2 separate regions of the Oryctolagus cuniculus genome follow, and region 2 is linked to region 1. Evidence: chromatin contacts called from public Hi-C data. All regions are on one chromosome and are shown on one strand. Each heading gives the region's core, a stretch centred on a gene start, on an enhancer-like site or on the middle of the called end of the contact. The rest is flanking DNA. Distances are from core to core; before and after follow the strand shown. Region 1 has its middle 24 kb from the start of CAD. Region 2 overlaps KHK (ketohexokinase).

Region 1 (3,473 bases), core at 345-2,844:
CCAGCCGTGCTTGTCTTGGGCATTTGGGGAGTGAACCAGCAGATGGAAGATTCTCTCTCTCTCTCTCTTTGTCCCTCTGCCTTTTAAGTAAACTTTTTAAAAGCACCTCACCCTGGAGTCCTCCAGCCGCCGTCGCCGTGGAGCCCTCCTGCCACCATGCCCAGGGGCCTCTGCTGGCTGGGACTAAGGAGCACTTCGGCTCGGACCCTGGGGAGGAGCGTGTGCAGAGCAGCGCCTGTGGCTGTGGGGAGGACTCCAGCAAGCAGCTCTTCATTCCCTCATCTTCAGTAGCACAGAAAGATCTGTCTTGTTCCAGCAAACTGGAACTTAGCTCCTGCTGGGTACCAAGCACCCTGTGCAGTGGGAGTTTAAGAACAAGCAAGGTGATTCTCGCCCTCAATTCATAGCCTCAAGTCAAAGGCATCCGGTGGGGGCCAGTGCTGTGGCGCAGCAGGTAAAGCCGCTGCCTGCAGTGATAACGTCCTATGTGGGTGCCGGTTCCAGTCCCAGCTGCTCCACTTCTGATGCAGCTCTCTGCTGTGGCCTGGGAAAGCAGATGGCCCAAGTGCTTGGGCCCCTGCACCTGCAAGGGAGACCTGGAAGAAGCTCTTGGTTCCTGGTTTTGGATTAGCCCAGCTCCAGCTGTTGTGGCCATTTGGGGAGTGAACCAGTGGATGGAAGATCTCTCTGCCTCTGCCTCTTTGTGACTCTTTCAAATAAATAAACCTTTAAAAAAAAAAAAAAAAGGCATCCAGTGACACCTACAGATTAAACTGCTTCCCAGTGGTCCGCGCTACTCCAGCACCGTTCAGCAAGAACTGGCTTTTCCCAAGGACTGTTCCCATGGTAGAGATGGAGAAGGAGAAGGACCACTCCTGACAGCCTGGTCTGCCAAGGAGCTCTGTGCACACTCTGATTCCAAGGCACCCCAACCCTGCAGCCGTCTGATAGAGGAGACGCTCGGAGAAGCCAGTGGGTGGCTGGCGAGACATGCACGGCACAGCTTGGCTTCAATCCACCCTTCTATTAAAAATGGAAAGGGAATGGTCATTTCTGGCTTTAGAGCATCAGGAACCAGCTAAGCAGCAGAAGCTAAGTGTACAGTCCCCTGTGGGGAAGCGGTCCGCCCAGGAGGCAGTGCAGGATGAGCTTGGCAGGTGCACGGCACAGCTGAACCTGAGGACGGGATCACAAGTGTGGGTCAGGAGACACTGGCCCGGCAGGGGCTCCCACGTGCTTTTGTTGGGATTGGGAGTCGGACCCCCCCTGGGTCTGGATGTGGACTTCAGTGTTCATTTATAGCCACAGGTGGGAGCTGGGCAGGAGGCCAAGTCTGCCAGAGCTGTGATCTCTCCAGTCCCACTGTGCGCCCCTTGCAGTCTGCAAACCCCGATCCTGGCTGGTTCTGTCTCCAGTACTGGAGGGCCTTTATGAGTTGGGAAATCGTCGCTTAGAGAACACTTCTTTCCAGAGCTGCAGAGTCTCTGCTGCAGCTCCGTGAACGTGTCAGGGATTATTTTCCCCAGTGCGTACTCGGGAGTCTGTCACAGGACTCAGCCCCGTCCTCCAGCGTGAGCCATGTTTGCTGCCAGCAGCTAAGCGTTCTCGCTTGTGAAGTGGTGGGAGGTGTTCCTGCCCTGATCCTGTCTTTGGCGCTCCTAATCATAACACAGCGCCAAGTTGAATCAACTTTCCCCTACAACCAGAAGTTTGGTAATTACATTGGGAAATAGAATGAAGTGGGGCGGACATCTGACTCAGCAGTTAGTCACTGCCTGGGATGCCCACATCCCCTGTCAGGGCACTCAGGCTTGAGTCCTGGCTCCGCTGCCAGTTCTAGCTTCCTGCACAGCCTGGGAGGCAGCAGGGGATGGTGCAAGTACTTGGCTTTGCCATGCGCAGGCGAAACTGGATTGAGTTCAGCTTGGCACTGCCCCAGCTTTTGTGGGCACTGGGGGAGTGAACCAGCGCATAGATCTGGCCCCCTCTGCTTTGCAATTTTTTTTTTTTTTTAATTTGAAGATAAATAAAAGCTGTCTGCAAAGACAAAAATAGCCCTTTTGGGGCAGGCATTGTGGCATAATAGGTAAAGCTGCCGCCTGCGACTCCAGCATCTCTTAAGGGCAACAACTCAAGTCCCAGCTGCTCCACTTCCAATCCTGCTTCCTGCTAATGTGCCTGGAAAAAGCAGCAAAGATGGCCCAAGTGCTTGGGCCCCTGTACCCACGTGGGAGACTCAGAAGAAGCTCCTGGCCCCAGCCATTTCTGGAGTGAACCAGCAGATGGATGCTCCTTTTCTCTCTCTAACTCTTTCAAATAAATAAATAATATAAAAACAAAAACAATCCTTTTAGTAAAACAAGATACCAGTGTCAGCTTGCATCACATCCACCGAGGAATAGCTTCTTGTGTTCTATGTGATTGTCATTAACTATAAACAATCTCCTGATCTCCTTCCCTCCTGATAGGCAAGATTTGATCTATTTCTTTAAGAAAAAAAGAAAGCGGCTCTAAGCATGTGCCAAGCACTGTTCTAAGCACGTTACAAGTAGTAGCATTCTTTGACATTTATTTTTAGATGGCCCTTTCCTTTAATTCCACTCCCCTACTCGCACACTTCCAAGAGGGAGGTCACGTGATGGTGCTTAGCATTGCTGCAAAGTTGTTTCACCCCAGCCCTTCGCCATCCAGTGCAGGAGGACATTCCCTTGCACTAGGCAGCCCCTTGGAGCCTCTGCACCTGCATCCTGCTCCTGCGACCGCTAACCGGCTGCAGCCAGCTCAGTAAACAGCTGGCGACCAAAGCATCCGCGTACAGGTAACTGAAGCTTTTTTGTGTTTGTTCATTCACCAAGGGAACGGAAGTGAGGGCAGGTCGGTGCACCTCAGGGCTTGCAGTTGGAAGGGCAGGGTTAGGTTCCCCGCGTTGACAGGTGCCTGTGATGCTGTGTCAATCTAGACAGTGGAGCGGTGTGAGTCGGGAAGGCTACAGCAAAGCAGGAGGCATTGCGCCACCTGGGGGGGCTGACTGGAATCGCACCGGAATGCAGGAACCGGGTGATGACAAGATTCCAAGGCCAGGAGAGTGGAAATTGAGTTCATGGTGTGGGGCCTTGAGATTGGGAGGATGGAGGCTGATGACGGTGGGCCAGAGGGCCGATCTGGGGTGGGGGCAATGGATTCATTGTCCCGTGATTCCTACCGGGTGCTGTGGCCACCTTTACGGAGGTGTCACGGAGCTAGGGGACTGCAACTGGATAAAAGCTGCCCCTCCGTCACCACCGCATCGCAAGCCCTGGAGCAGTGTTGAGCGCATAGCAGGTGCTCAGCAAACACTGGTTAGCTCAAATCAATGGGAAAGTAATTGGAGCTTTTAAAATCTTTGTGTCTTAATTAGCTCACCAAGAGAATGGGAGTGAGGAGAAATGAGGAGAGAGCTAGAGCTGGACTCAGAAGAGGCCACAGGAGAACTC
Region 2 (3,129 bases), core at 129-2,628, 130 kb before region 1:
TCCTCCCCAAGCTTCCTGGTGGCCGACTTCAGGCGGCGGGGCGTGGACGTGTCTCAGGTGGCCTGGCAGGACAGGGGAGAGACCCCCTGCTCCTGCTGCATCGTCAACAGCACCAATGGTTCCCGTACCATTGTGCTCTACGACACGTAAGGCCCCCGGCCTCGCCCTCCACCACCCACCAATCAGCCCTCTTCCTCATCGCCACCATGGGCATCCCAGCTGGCCCTCTGTGGCTTCTCTGTACCAGAAATTGCCCCCACGCCAAACTGTGCCGTGATTGCTGAATTGTCTTCAATGAGGGGAGAAGTAGGGTGGAAAGGGACGGGTTCTATTCTGCCTGGTAACCAGGCCTGCACCAAATGTAATTAATGATGTGATTGCTCCATAATTAGTCAATCAGCGGCTTGGGTGTGGGTGCGGGGAAAGTGCTCCCAGGAGAGGGGAGTGGGTGATGCAGTTCAACCCATCTTAAGCCCAGAAGGGCTAAGGGGCCCACGGGACCGTGCAGGGTCAGCCCTGGGATTGCCAGCCTGCGGCATGCACCAAGGAGCTGCGGTATATTCCAGCCGGCTGAGAGCTCTGAGGGTTCTAGCACAAAGGAGTGGGACCAGACAGCCACACACCATTCAGTCATGCCTGAAGCGCAGGGAGCAGGGACACTGGGCGGCAGATCAGGCTCATCTGATGGGGTGCCAACCCGTGTGGGGGGGGTGACTCCCTCCTGAAGAATCTGAGGTTCAGGGACCAGGAATCTGTGAGGGCCCAAGCCCAGCGCCCCAGGGTTCAGGCTCCCTGCCTGCTCACCCTGACCGAGGGACATGGGAGAGGGGCAGGCAGCCCAGGATCAGCTGCAGGGTCCCTGGGCTCTGTATGTCCCAGCGAATGAGTGAGCGCCCCGCCGCGCCAGAGGTGACCTTCAGACTGGGCAATCCCAGTGAACTGCTCATTGGGCAATAATCTGTAGCTCCTTGGCTCCAGGACGCACCTGGGATTCACGGGGAGGGGCTCTGGGGAGAGAGGTGTATTGCCGGCTGGCCTCAGTCCAGGCGCATGCACAGATGCTCCGTCCAGCTGCAGCTGGGCTGAGAGGCAGAAGGTCCCCGGGCACACAGCTAGTGAAGTGGACAAAGGATTGGGCCACGGGCCATGGAGGGGGTGGGGTGGAGGCAGACCCCTTCTGAGTCTCCATGCCTAAGCTGGCCAAACATAACTCTTTGCCGCCGCCAACCCTGACCTCAGAGATGTCACGGGGGCTCTGGACGCATGGCGGGTGCTCCCAATACAGAAACGGGCATGATAGACCAAGCTTCCCTGCAGGATCCCCCAAGGGCTTTGGCGTCTGCTGGGGCACTGCCTCCTGGGAGTTGTGTGCACTGGCAAGGGGAATTCTGGGAACTGTAGTTCCCAGTGCTCTTAGAGCATTCTGGGAGACTGGTCTTCGAGGCACACAGAGCTGGCCCCTTGTGTCCGGTGTTGCTGTTGAGTTTACCCTTAGATAATACCAGTCTCAACCTCAAGACGGGGCACCCCGGGAGGCTGGGGCAGGGCCCATCCTGGAGCTGAATTTGACGCTCCTGAGCTGTAGATCCAGCCTCCTGCCATGTGCCTGCAGTGCCGGGCACAGTCCCCAGCTGCCCGTGACAGCCCGGCCCCGGCTGACCTCACTAGGCCCTTCTCTGTCCTTTCCATCCTGTGACCTAGGAACCTGCCAGATGTGTCTGCTAAGGACTTTGAGAAGGTTGATCTGAACCGGTTCAAGTGGATCCACATTGAGGCAAGCCCCGCCCCAGCCTGCTTTTTGAGGGACTCAACTGGCTAGCCCCGCCCACGTGTTCTGCCCCCTCCTTGGTGTCTTTGAACCATGGAACACCTAGAAGTAGATGCGTCCAACTCCGAGGCCCCTCTCCACGCTTCCTTCCATTTTCAGATGGGGAAACTCAGGCCCGGAAACACACACAGGAGGGGGGCTGGCTCCGGGCACAGTCCAGCAGGTCCTCTGGCAGGAGGCCGGCTCCGTATCCCCCAACCCATTGCATCCAGGAAGCGGGAACAAGAGCTCCCAAATGCAGGGAACTAGACCTTTGCCTCCAAGATGGACGTTTTAGAGGGAACCTTGAGAAGTCCTGAGTTCTAATCCCAGCCCTGTCATTGAACTCACTGTAGGGCCTTCAGAGCTTTACTCATTATTTTCTCATCTGTGACATGGGAGAGCCATTTGATGAAGTCTGCAAGGTCCATGACAGCTCCAGAATTTTCTAACTTAGGAAGGGGTTGCAGTCCCTGTCCCCTATTCCCCGCCCCCCACCCGCCCAGAGTCCCAGCAGGGAGCAGGAATGAGCCAGATCAGCTGGACAGTGCCCTCCGGCCCTAAGTTGCCCCTCCCGGCCCCAGGGACGGAACGCATCGGAGCAGGTGAAGATGCTGCAGAGGATAGAACAGCACAACGCCAGGCAGCCTGCAGAGCAGAGGATCCGGGTGTCCGTGGAGATAGAGAAGCCCCGGGAGGAGCTGTTCCAGCTGTTTGGCTATGGAGAGGTGGTGAGTGCGCACGGAGTCGGCGTGCTGCTTCCAGCGTCCCGCGTCCTTCCAGCATCCCCTGGCCCACCCCACCCCCTCCCCTGTGCTGGCACCGCAGCCTCTGGCTTGGTGGTATCGGAGGGCCGCAGACCTCCAGCTCTGAGTTCAGCAGTGGCCAGGGAGCAGACTTTCTCCACTCCCGGAGAGCGGGGGCGTTAGGGTGCCCAGGGGTCTTGGACGTGGCCAGAAGTATCTCCTCTCTGGACCTCCTCGTTCTTTCCCTCTAGGCAATGAGGGGCGGAGTAGGAACATGGAGAGGTACATCTGGGCAGAGCTGGGAATGTGGCATGTGGTCCTTTGTCCCCAACCTTGCCACGCAGAGGAATCTCCGGACGCCCGAGGCGCCGCCTCCCGGTTTTCCGTTGCCTGCCGGGGGCGAGACCCCCGTCGTGCAGCTGGTGTGGAGGGAGCCCTGGAGTCTTCCGTTGTCCCGGCGGCTGGGAAAGCGGACGCGCAGCCGTGGGGCCGCGGAGACCGGCAACTGCACGCCGAGGCCGGCACACGACCCGCCCCCAGAGGGCGCTCCCGGCTCTCCGCGCTTCCGGGCCTCTG

What was found. Hi-C and Micro-C count contacts between places; a contact is called where the count stands out from the background.
Region 2: a contact with region 1 is called in a Hi-C map of an unstated tissue, with 4 times the contacts expected there. The contact joins two enhancer-like sites. A contact is called at or near these places in 3 of 6 Hi-C or Micro-C datasets (ear pinna, psoas muscle and an unstated tissue).

The regions. Positions count from the first base shown.
Region 1 is chr2:175,730,187-175,733,659 of mOryCun1.1, reverse strand. No RefSeq gene overlaps it. Among named protein-coding and RNA genes, the nearest start is that of CAD, 24 kb to the left of the region's middle. Within about 2 kb of position 1,594, at least 1 of the 8 cell types and tissues checked has an H3K27ac peak or open chromatin away from gene starts, as enhancers often do.
Region 2 is chr2:175,865,215-175,868,343 of mOryCun1.1, reverse strand. KHK (ketohexokinase) reads left to right here. Exons shown (of 8, transcript XM_070069336.1): 4 at 1,702-1,774; 5 at 2,392-2,538. Among named protein-coding and RNA genes, the nearest start is that of KHK, 8.0 kb to the left of the region's middle. Within about 2 kb of position 1,378, at least 1 of the 8 cell types and tissues checked has an H3K27ac peak or open chromatin away from gene starts, as enhancers often do.